Linked DNA regions of Oryzias latipes: region 1 is linked to region 2. Evidence: chromatin contacts called from public Hi-C data. All regions are on one chromosome and are shown on one strand. The core of a region is the stretch at or near the end of the contact, and the rest is flanking DNA. Distances in the headings are between cores, read along the strand shown. Region 1 holds the start of fam46a (putative nucleotidyltransferase FAM46A). Region 2 holds the start of bckdhb (2-oxoisovalerate dehydrogenase subunit beta, mitochondrial).

Region 1 (5,277 bases), core at 5-2,504, 150 kb after region 2:
TAAGCTGTGCCCTCAAGTCAGTTTGGAACAAAGACTGTAAAACGTTATCAAATGTGGAACAGTAGATGTGCCCAAAGAAGAAAAAAGGGCGTAACCATGCGTACCTTTAGGGTCAAAGGCGTTATTTTCTCTTTATTCACGCAGTCCGGTAAAAAATCCAAGAGGCAATCCAAAACGATGTCCTTCACAGTCTGGAATTCGCTTTCGCCTTTCATATCTGCGCAAAATATCAGGTCCAAGTCTTTGAAGCCCAGTCCGCTGTCGTCGTGCAGAATGTGGCTGGCCGCGGAGCCGTTTAACCGAACGTCCCGGACGTGGATCCGCTTCTCCTCCATGCGACTCCGGACCACTTTAACAATCTGCCGCGGCTGCATCTGCAGAGTGGGGAAGTTTCCCCGGCCGTGGATCGGGATGGTTTCTGTCAGAATGGCGTCCAGCCGCTGCACTTGATCCCAGCTGAGGACACTGACGCTGCTGCTGCTGCTGCTGTCTGCGGCAGACGCGCAGTCGGAGCTGGAGCCGCTCTCGTCCTCAGACATGGTGCTGAAAAAAGTCCTCGGGAGTTTTAAAAACAACAACAAAAAATCAGTATAAAGTTAGAATAGCGGCCGCGTCTTTACGCACAGATTCTGTGGTTAAATTGGTCGGTATTTTCATCCACAACTGGATTTAAAAAAAAAGTAAAATGAGATAAATATTTAAAAATGTGGTTAACGTCTATTTTATTCTTTTAAAAAGCAACAAAGTCTCAAGCAGCGTTCGATGGTACGCTTGATTGTGTGTGCAGTTGAAGATCCAGCAGCTGCGAGCGAGTTGGAGCCAGTTAAGAGGAGCTGCCTGCTGGAGTCCTGAACTTTCTTCTCTCTGCCTTTGCGCCTTTAAAACATTTGCGCCGCTGTCAGTGCGTCCGTGCGCCGCGCATCACATTCTTTGAAGGTCGCCGATGATCCGGGAGGGGGGTTTGCTTTTCCGGCTGTGACTCCATCACCCAAAGGCCCGCCTATGTTTTTTTTTTTTTTTGAATTTGCATGAAGACGCACTTTGGCACCCTCTTTTATCCGATGATCAACCCCTCTGTGGAATCCTGTGGATTTTTACGCACAGCTCCTACTTGATGTCAGTCAGCGGCTCATCCAATAATGCGAGCAGTGTGCGCTCCGACTGCCCCAGCGCGCTTCCTTTGACTGTCTTTGGGTCAAGCAGGGCTCTGCAAGAGTCATCTTTGTAATCTCGCTTGAGGATGTCAGCTGTTTCTCCCCGCCCCGCTCTGCCTCACTGAAGCTCACCGCGAGCGCAGCTGATAATACCTGAGACCCGCAGGCTCTTAGAATGCTTTCCACCTTCACGCAAAAGCAGAAATTGGGAGGAAAAAAAGACGTGTTCTCTACAATTTAATGCCAATTAATTTGCATCAAATGACTACAAAAAATCTAGTTGTTTTGATGTTTTAAATTTTAATAATAATCGTAACAACATCACTATTAACTTGCTGAATTAATTACTTGTACAAAAAAGGTCTGTTCAGCTGATTTTCTTATGATTTTCGGATTTTCTTTTGTCACGTTACTTTATCGCCCCCTGTTGGCTGATCCTGACAAAAGCTTACACTGCCAACCTTCTGTTGTAAATCTCCAGGGGTCATGAAATAAGTAAGACTGACTTTTAGATAGGAGCTTTGCAGAGAAGAAGGAGCCTAGTAAATGTATCAGATTTTATTTTACATATTTAAAAGTGACTTTTTCATTTTAAAACCAATCCCACGGTGGAAACATGCTTAGGAAAGCATGCTTAGAGAAGAAAAGTTGTGATTGTGTCAAGAAAAAGTTTGAAGTATTACATTTTCCATCCATATATTTTCTCCACCTGCTGTATCCGTTTTTGGGGTCCCGGGGCTGCTAGAGCCTAACCTGGCTACTGTTCGGCTAAGGCAGGGAACATCCTGGACAGGTCACCAGTCTGTTGCAGGGTCACACAATCACAGACCCATCCATACACACAGAGTCACACCTAAGGACAATTTATTTGCATTTTTTGAGCCCGCTGAATGTCGTTGTGGGGTCATGGGGTTGCTGGTTGCTACTGTTGGGCAAAATCACAAACACTCACATGCACAACTAGGAACAATTAAAAGTCACCAATTAACCCATGAAAGCTGTTTTTGGAAGGTTCCTTTGGAAGGAAACCAGAGTGCCCAGAGAAAACCCACGGGGGGAACATGCAAACTCCACACAGATAAATCCTTCCAGGATTTGAACCAGAGCCTTGTTGCTGTGAGGCAAAAGTGCTCACCACTGATCTGACATGCATTTTTGCAGTACCTCTGGAATCACATACAGTAGCCCTTCAGTTAGTGCTTTCCCAGCCTTTATATACATAGAACTCTTGCTTTATTTTGTTTCTTTACTTTGGCGGACAGGTTCAGAGTCTCTGAAACGTGATCTCACATCTGGAAACATCTGTGGAACTATCAGCAGCGATCAATGGCTTCCCCAGGTGGGGAGACACATTCGCTTAAAGGATGAGTCCCACAGTCACAGCACTGCTCCATGAAGCTAAATCAAAGGGGCCGTCAGACGCACACAGCAGGTATTCACAAGCGCGACACAGAACCCCGCTGATGCATAAAAACAAATGGGCAAGCAGGAGTCGTGCACCGGACATTGCCACACCGGCAGACAAGCAAATAGAGGCAGAGATGCAAAAACACCCCTTCCTCTCTGCTGGTGCTGATGTCTTTCCCCATCAGATAGATTTATGTCTGCTGGTGTAACTGGCAAAGGAACTTCCCAAAAAACAGGACAGCACAATGATGCTTGCAGGAGCTTCTTTTTATTTCTGATGGAGTGATCTTTTACAGTCTGCCTCTGGGGTCTAAGAAACATCTTTTCTGGATGAGTGGTACCTATAAAGAGAAAAGAGAAAAATATTACAGTGAGTTGTTTTTTCCATGTGTAAAACCGGATTCATTTATTGCTAAATTTAACGATGCTATTGCCTGCACGGTTGCTTTGATCCCAATTCACCTGCACTTTTAGAAGAACTCAGCTTTGATCATTTTATGATATGAATAAGTTCTGTGGTTCTTGTATTTTCCTCGACCTGTGGTGGACGTGTCTTCTATTTCACAGGTTGTTACAACTTCCTGAAATTTTTGTGACATGCCGGTTCAGAACATCACAGGGAATGCAGGAAGCTGTTCAATTCTCAGGCCAGTCTGTGCATCTTTGCTGCAGGCTTTAGGGGAACCAAACACTCTGCTTTGAGGTAAACTTGGACACCGATTAGACTCAGTATCCGCTCAAGCAAACGAGCCAAAGCTGCTACAAAATAGTTTTATCCTCCAGTGCTCACATTTCTCACCTTGATCTTTTTCTCAGGTTCAGTCTTGTTGGAAGTCTTGAATTTTACATTGTTGTTAAAATAAACTCTAAAGGGTGCTGAGCACCGATAAGACTTATGAAAAGATGCACTTCTTCTGAATTGTTCTGTTGAAAGGAATTTGTTTTTTTTTTGTAATGAATTAATTTCTGACTTCCAACAGAATAAAAGCCCAAACACAAAATAATAAATAGAAATTTCAATTAATATAAAATGTCAGCAAAATACTAAAAATAATAGCTCAACATAAAAAAAAACTAAGATCAAGATTGATGATCTTTTCTAATATAGGACTTTAGTTTTTGATAGATAGATAGATAGATAGATAGATAGATAGATAGATAGATAGATAGATAGATAGATAGATAGATAGATAGATAGATAGATAGATAGATAGATAGATAGATAGATAGATAGATAGATAGATAGATAGATAGATAGATAGATAGATAGATAGATAGATAGATAGATAGATAGATAGATAGATAGATAGATAGATAGATAGATAGATAGATAGATAGATAGATAGATAGATAGATAGATAGATAGATAGATAGATAGATAGATAGATAGATAGATAGATAGATTTAAACTTTATCAATCTCCCAAAGGAGAAATTCAGGTGTCCGGTAGCAAAACACACAACCACACACAACAAACAACAGGAAAAAGACAGTTCACAAAATAATATCAGTTCATATCAGGCAGGTTCATTAAACAGCCTGATAGCTGTAGGGACAAATGAGTTCTTGAAGCGCTCTGTCCTGCAGCGCAGTGAAAGGAGTCTATTACTCCGTGAGCTCCTCTGACCAGACATCATGTTGTGCAAAGGATTGGGTCTGGGATTGTCCAAGATGCTCTGAGTCAAAGCCCTCATTCTCTTCTGCAGCACAGATCCCAGAGAGTCCACCCTCCTCCCGATCACAGATGCACATCTCTTAATCAGTTTGTCCAATCGAGTGCAATCCCTTGTGGTCATACTGCCACCCCAGCATACAACCCCATAGAAGACAGCACTCGCCACAACCAACTGATAAAAGAGGAGCAACATGTCGGCACACACATCAAAGGACCTCAGCTTTCTCAGGAAGAACAGCCTACTCTGCCCTTTTTTTATACAGAGCATGAGCCTGCTCCGACCAGTCCAGTTTATTGTCAAGGTGCACACCTCAGTAGTTATTGGAGTCAACCACCTTGATTCTCCCTCCATCGATGATCACTGGTTGGTGGGAGGACTTCCTACTAAAGTCAATAGTCATCTCCTTAGTCTTTGATGTGTTCAGCACAAGACCATTGTCCCCTGGAGGTGAATCTGGTGATGAGCTCCCTGTACTCACTCTCATCCCCTCCCTTTACACACGCCACAATAGCAGTGTGGTCCGAATACTCCTAGACATGACAAGCTGCAGATGCATAATTAAAGTCAGCAGTGTAGAGTGTGAAGAGAAAAGGCGATAGTACAGTTCCCTGTGGTGCTCCGGTGTTGCTCATCAATCCCCCAGATACACAGTCTCCTAGTCGAACAAACTGTGACCTAAGAGTCCGATAGTTGTGGATCCAGCGAACAAAAACTGGATCAACTCCCATCCTCTCGAGCTTCCCCTTCAGCAGCAGAGGCTGGACTGTATCAAAGGCACTTGTGAAGTCGAAAAACATCCCCCTCACATATCTGCCAGTCCCTTCCAGAAAGGAGAGCACCCTATGGACCATATACAGGACTGCATCCTCCACTCCCATACTGTCCTGATAGGCAAACTGAAGGGGGTCCAGCGCCCCCTCCACCTGGGGTTTGAGCCTCCGGAGTAGTAGCCTCTCAAAAGTCTTCATTATGACAGATGTCAGGGCAACTGGTCTGTAGTCCTTCATCCCTGCAGGCCTTGTCACCTTGGGCACTGGGAC
Region 2 (5,479 bases), core at 1,938-4,437:
CATTCATACGCATTTACACACCAGTGAAGCCACCCTGGAGGCAGGGAGGGGGAAGTGTCTTGCCCAAGGACACGACGACAGTTTTGACTGGGGGGAGCGGAGATCGAACCGCCGACCCTTCGATCATTGGACGACCAGCTCAACCTCCTGAGCCACCAATTTAGAATATGATGTACACTATCATCAGTCACCTTGTTTATCAATACTTTATCTAGGTCAACAGATGGTAAAAATCTCTTGAAGAAGTTGCCCCCCATCTCCATTACCTAATTGTTTCCCGTCCACAGGTGGGAACCCTGAACTACATGCCCCCTGAAGCCATCAAAGATACTTCCTCCCAGTCTGGCAAAGCTCGCTCAAAGGTTCTTGCCATCTTTGAAGCTGATCTAACAGGTTTGATGACAGTAAACCGAGCAACTGGGAATACTGACTCTTAATTGTCATACAGATAAGCCCCAAAGGAGACGTGTGGTCGCTCGGCTGCATCCTTTATTGCATGACTTACGGGAAGACTCCATTTCAAAGCATCACAAACCAGATGGCCAAGCTGCACGCCATCATTGACCCCTCCCACAAGATTGAGTTTCCTGATATTTCAGAGAGGGACTTGCTGGATGTTCTAAAGGTAAATGTGAAGTGAGACTGGTACCTAAACAGCTAGAGTAAGACATTTTGCTCTCTAGAATGACTTGATATTTAGGTCAAATGTTGTGTTTCTTTTGTTTTTTCCAGAGGTGCTTAGTAAGAAACCCTAGAGAGAGGATCTCGATTGTAGAGCTGCTGGATCATCCCTATCTCCAGCTGAAGCCTCAGGCCTCACCTGAACCAGGTACATCTGATTCTGAGAAGGAAATATTACCAGAAAAACCAATCTGCCAATGTAAGTTTAAACCTGACCTGCATTTCAGCAGAGCATCCATCTAATGGGGACCTTCAGAGGATCCTGACGGACCTGGCCGCTCTGCAGTCTCCAAACAGCATCATCCGAGCTGCAAATGTGAGATCTGTTTGGATGAAACGTAATCTCACAGATGGTCCTCTTGAAATCCTTAACTTTTCTTCTCTCTTAAACAGAATTTGGCAAAAATGTGCAGCAGTGGCAGGAGGCTGGATGTTGCAGAATGTGCAAAGTCATCCACTTAAAGATTCTGGAAAGTGTGACGTGGACGTTTCTTCTTCTTCTTTTCTGACCTCCTAGTGACCACTAGGTGTTCTGCTGAAAGAACCAACATGTTCATGTTTGTATATTAACATTTTTCTGAAGTTGTCCTTCTGAGTGATGTTTACTTTTTTATTTTACTTTAGATGTTAAAAATTTTAAGCAAAACACAACATGGAGAAATAAACAAACTGTGTATCCTACAGAGTTTCATTCATACCATTACCAATGGTTGCTGACCCTTTGTGCTCCTCGTTCCATGGTTAGGATTTTGACATGATCGAAGCAAAGGATTCTGCACATCACCTGTTCTTTTTCCCTTAATTTTTTCAAAATGTTATAAACTCAATATTCTCAAAAACATTAAAAAAAAACATAAAAACTCGAATCCTGCCACTGCCGGTCCCAAGCCTGGATAATAAAAGAGGAGGGGTGAGTGAGACTTTATAGTGACTGACCACAAAAATGTCACAAAAAGGAGATAGAAATAAGTAAATAAATGCTTTTAAGAGGAAAGGGAGGTCACCGACATCAGTCAATATGCTTTATTCTGTGAGAGTCATGAATGTGTGCCCCAAAATAGAAAAGCTTTGGGTGAAAGATTTCCAAGATCAACTAACTCTAAAACTAAAAGTCTGGCCTGATGGTGGCGCTAGAGAACAGGTCAACTCCCTGATAGGTTTCATTATTAGGGAGCTATTTATGTATTTAACAAGTGAACAATGTACCTAACACAAAAACGTGGTTAACAATTTTATGTAAATCATTTTCTACAGGCAAATATCCCTGGGGTCAGATTTGCCCATAGGGTGAAATGTGTTTGTAATATCTAAGGATAATACAAGGCCAAAAGTAAAATTTGGGGGGGGGGGGGTAACTTTTTCATAAATACCTGAAAAAATGTTGATGTAAATTTGACATTACATTTGAACTCATTCACAGCATAATTCAGTCATATTCCATGAAATGCATTATCATGAAAATAAAAGGATGTGCATGTTAGAAACAGCAGTATAATCTCTTATTTCAATGTAGAATTAACATGTTTTTGTTTTGTTTTTTTCAAAATAAGGCCCGGTAAAACTGGTACCCAAAACAACACAGTAAAAGTCATATTCTAAGTTTTGGAACTGTTGCAACCAGTCTAACTGGCAGTTTAAAAACACACAAAATAGAAAAGAAGGGATACCTTTGAGTTTTTTTGTATCAGGATGTGCAGTCCAAGCCCAAAACTATACTAAAAAAAATTACAATTACATTGGCCCCACACACAAAAACAGGCTGTTAACTAAGCCAGCATTCCAAGTCATTCCATGCTGCAAAACATCCAAAAAGAAACGGCTTTAACACAGAAAGGGGAAATGATTGTATTTCATTAAAGTCCCACTTCGTTCATCTTTAGATCTATTTTTAAAGCGTTCCCGGTGATCTTTTAGTTATGATTATGGTCTTTTTAGCCAAAATAATAAAAATGTAAAAAAAAAACTATCATTCTCTGGAAAGTAGTTTCTGCAGAGCGGCAGGAGTTCACCAGAAATTCACCTCTGAATTGGCCTGACTGTTGGCATGGAGTAAGCCCCCCCCATTTGACATCATGTTTACACTCTCCTGAAGGCTTACAGCCCCTCACACCCCCAACACAAGACTATGGGTGCAACAAAAACGGTGAGTAGTATTGGAGGTATTCAGCAATACAGCTTTGATCCAGATTCCAGAGGAAAACAAAGACGTCCGTGGATCTACAAGGGGATGCATCAGAATGGAGCGGAGCAGGAAGCTTGCTGTTTGGAGCTTTATTGTCACAGCTACAAGCTTTTTCAAACCGCATTTTTTTTCTATTTGAATAAAGAAATACTCAAATGCATTTTAATTTTCTTTAAATATGTTCATCATGAGAAAAATTATGAAATACAATAACAGAAAAATATTGAAGCACTGTAACTAAAATAGTGGGGGAAAAACCTTCCAAAGCAAATTTTTTCCCAAGTGTTTTTGGATCAATTTTATCTTTTATTTTAATTTTATTCTGGCTGAAATTCAGTACATTTTTTGTCATTTGAGTGGCATCAGTTTTATCCATAGACGGTAAAAACAAGTCTATGGTCCAATCTTTATTTGTTTGTTCGTTCGTTTTTTCCTTTAGAGAAGTGAGTCTTTTCGGGCAGAAAATAAAGAAATCATTTGGAAAATGAGACTCATGTTATTGGATTCTAACGAGCTTTTCCTGTACTGCAAAGTTCTTCGTTAGTTTTAAAAATACAGTGTAACACTGAAAGGACACCGTATTTCTTCAAGTGCATTTTGTTTATGAAAATAAACAGACTTCCATCCACCGCTTACACCGCCCTCTCTTTTAACCAATCACAGGCATCGTCGCTTCAACACGGTGCGCTTCAATTTAAGAAAGAGCGCTCACTCTGCTCCCACACATTACAATAAAACATTTATTAATGTAATTATTTTACCTCTAGTTAGTCTGCTTTAAAAAACGTGTTGACCAAGAAATTTAGACCATTTTAAAATCTCGCATTGGCCATTGCTTTTTGGGTTATTTTTTTTTTCTTTTTTGCTGCACTGTGTATAACATTTATTTAGGATATAGCTACTATATTATTATTACAATGTTGTTGCATTTTTAAAACTCTAATCGTAATAACCACAGTTAGGACAATGTGTCATTAAACAAAGTGTGCTATCTATTTTGTCCATATTTTTCAAATTAGAGTGTTCCATGTTTTCTGTACCGAGTGGTGCCATCTTTCCAACAACACAGGATCTTTGTCACTTCTCTCGCTTGTCCTTCCTGGTCACTGACATCAACAGTGATGGCGGCTGCCGTACGATTCTTCATCCGAGGTGCAAACTCGAGACTCTCCGTCGGTACCGGGACTAGTGGCTCCTTAGGAGCAGCTTTGCTCAAACTTTCTCCGAGCTGCAGCTCTCGTTCTAAAACACAACGGAGACATGCAGCCCACTTTACCTACCAGCCTGACCCCGTCCCGACGCAGTATGGTGAGTGAGTGGCTCCTCCCCTTACCAACCAACCGCCGGCTAGCGCCGTCAGCTAGCATCACCTAACAACGGCAACAGAGTTTACAATGATGAAACGTCTTTTTACAGACTTCACAAAAACTGCAAAGAAGCGATTAAATTATATTATCAATGATAAAGTGGAAATGCAACTATTTCTGACGAGAAAAACCTAAAGTTTTATCAATATTCTTGATCATTCTGCTTAAACCCAAGACACAGTCTTTCGACTTTTATTGTCGAAACAAAATCTCTAATTTTGAGGATTTAAATATCATTGTATGATACATTTAATTAAATATATAAATTAACGTGCAATGTATGGACATGATTTAATATTATTAATCACTAACAAATCAGCCAAGCACAGGCTCAGAGCAACAAGTGAAGGTTTAGTTTATATTTACAAAAATACCTTTTAATTAATAACAGAAAAATTACAACACATCCTCTGCATAGAAACAAGTCTAATGACTTTAAACAAAAAGGACAAACTCCTATTAAACTGTTTAAATGAGTTGTTTTCATCAATCACTTACTATAGGCATGTCCAAAGTCCGGCCCGTGGGCCAAATATTCAAATTTCTGACAGGTTCCTGTCATTATTAAATCAAAAATATCCAGAACCCAGCACTTCCTAAGGACTCTGTACAGTTTCTGAATTGTGATTGGCTGAATTCCCTCCTAAGGAATGATTCAAGTCCTTCCTCTCTTCCTCCCATATTCCTCTTCATCGACAGTTTGTACTCTGCAAACTTTTGTGTTTTTCTGATCAGAACATCAGTGTTTTGTTCTTCTGATTCAAACTCTTTGTTTTGTTTTCCTGGTCACACGACTCACATATAGAAGTTTACTGTGAGCATTATATAAGAAACTAGAAGGAGCTGCATTTCCAGAAGAAAAAGCAGGGTTGAATGCTATATTGCTGAATGAAAATGAAACTTAAAGGGTAATAATGGGGGGGATAATTAAATAAAGAAATGATCAAAGTTGACCATGAATAAAGTGAAAGCAGCACAATAACAAGAAATATATTTTTGTGAAAAATGCCAGCGCCGGGTACCGAACCAACGAGCTTCTGCACCAAGGATTCCCCATTGATTTAAATGGAGGCAGAAATCCTGAAATATCTTGAAAAGACAAGGATTTGAAGGACCAAAGGTCAAAACTGGAAAAAGCTGAAAGAGCTGAACATTTTAATAGTAGAATGGTTTAAATAGCAGAAATATTGTAAGAGTGAAGCGCAAAGAAAAATGGTGGAAGATTATAAACAAATAATGAGAAACAGGA

Evidence for each region. A called contact is a pair of places that touch in the nucleus more often than the background predicts.
Region 1: a Hi-C map of embryo shows a contact between it and region 2, with 3 times the contacts expected there. The contact joins the promoter of fam46a here to the promoter of bckdhb in region 2. A contact is called at or near these places in 5 of 5 Hi-C or Micro-C datasets (embryo, fibroblasts and gastrula embryo).

The regions. Positions count from the first base shown.
Region 1 is chr16:4,274,471-4,279,747 of ASM223467v1, forward strand. fam46a (putative nucleotidyltransferase FAM46A) reads right to left here and starts at 1,255. Exons shown (of 3, transcript XM_020709867.2): 1 at 625-1,255; 2 at 105-543. The coding sequence starts at 539.
Region 2 is chr16:4,124,379-4,129,857 of ASM223467v1, forward strand. bckdhb (2-oxoisovalerate dehydrogenase subunit beta, mitochondrial) reads left to right here and starts at 3,188. Exons shown (of 11, transcript XM_023963898.1): 1 at 3,188-4,171. The coding sequence starts at 3,985. ttk (dual specificity protein kinase TTK) reads left to right here. Exons shown (of 25, transcript XM_023964404.1): 21 at 288-362; 22 at 449-625; 23 at 733-829; 24 at 912-997; 25 at 1,075-1,384. The coding sequence ends at 1,143.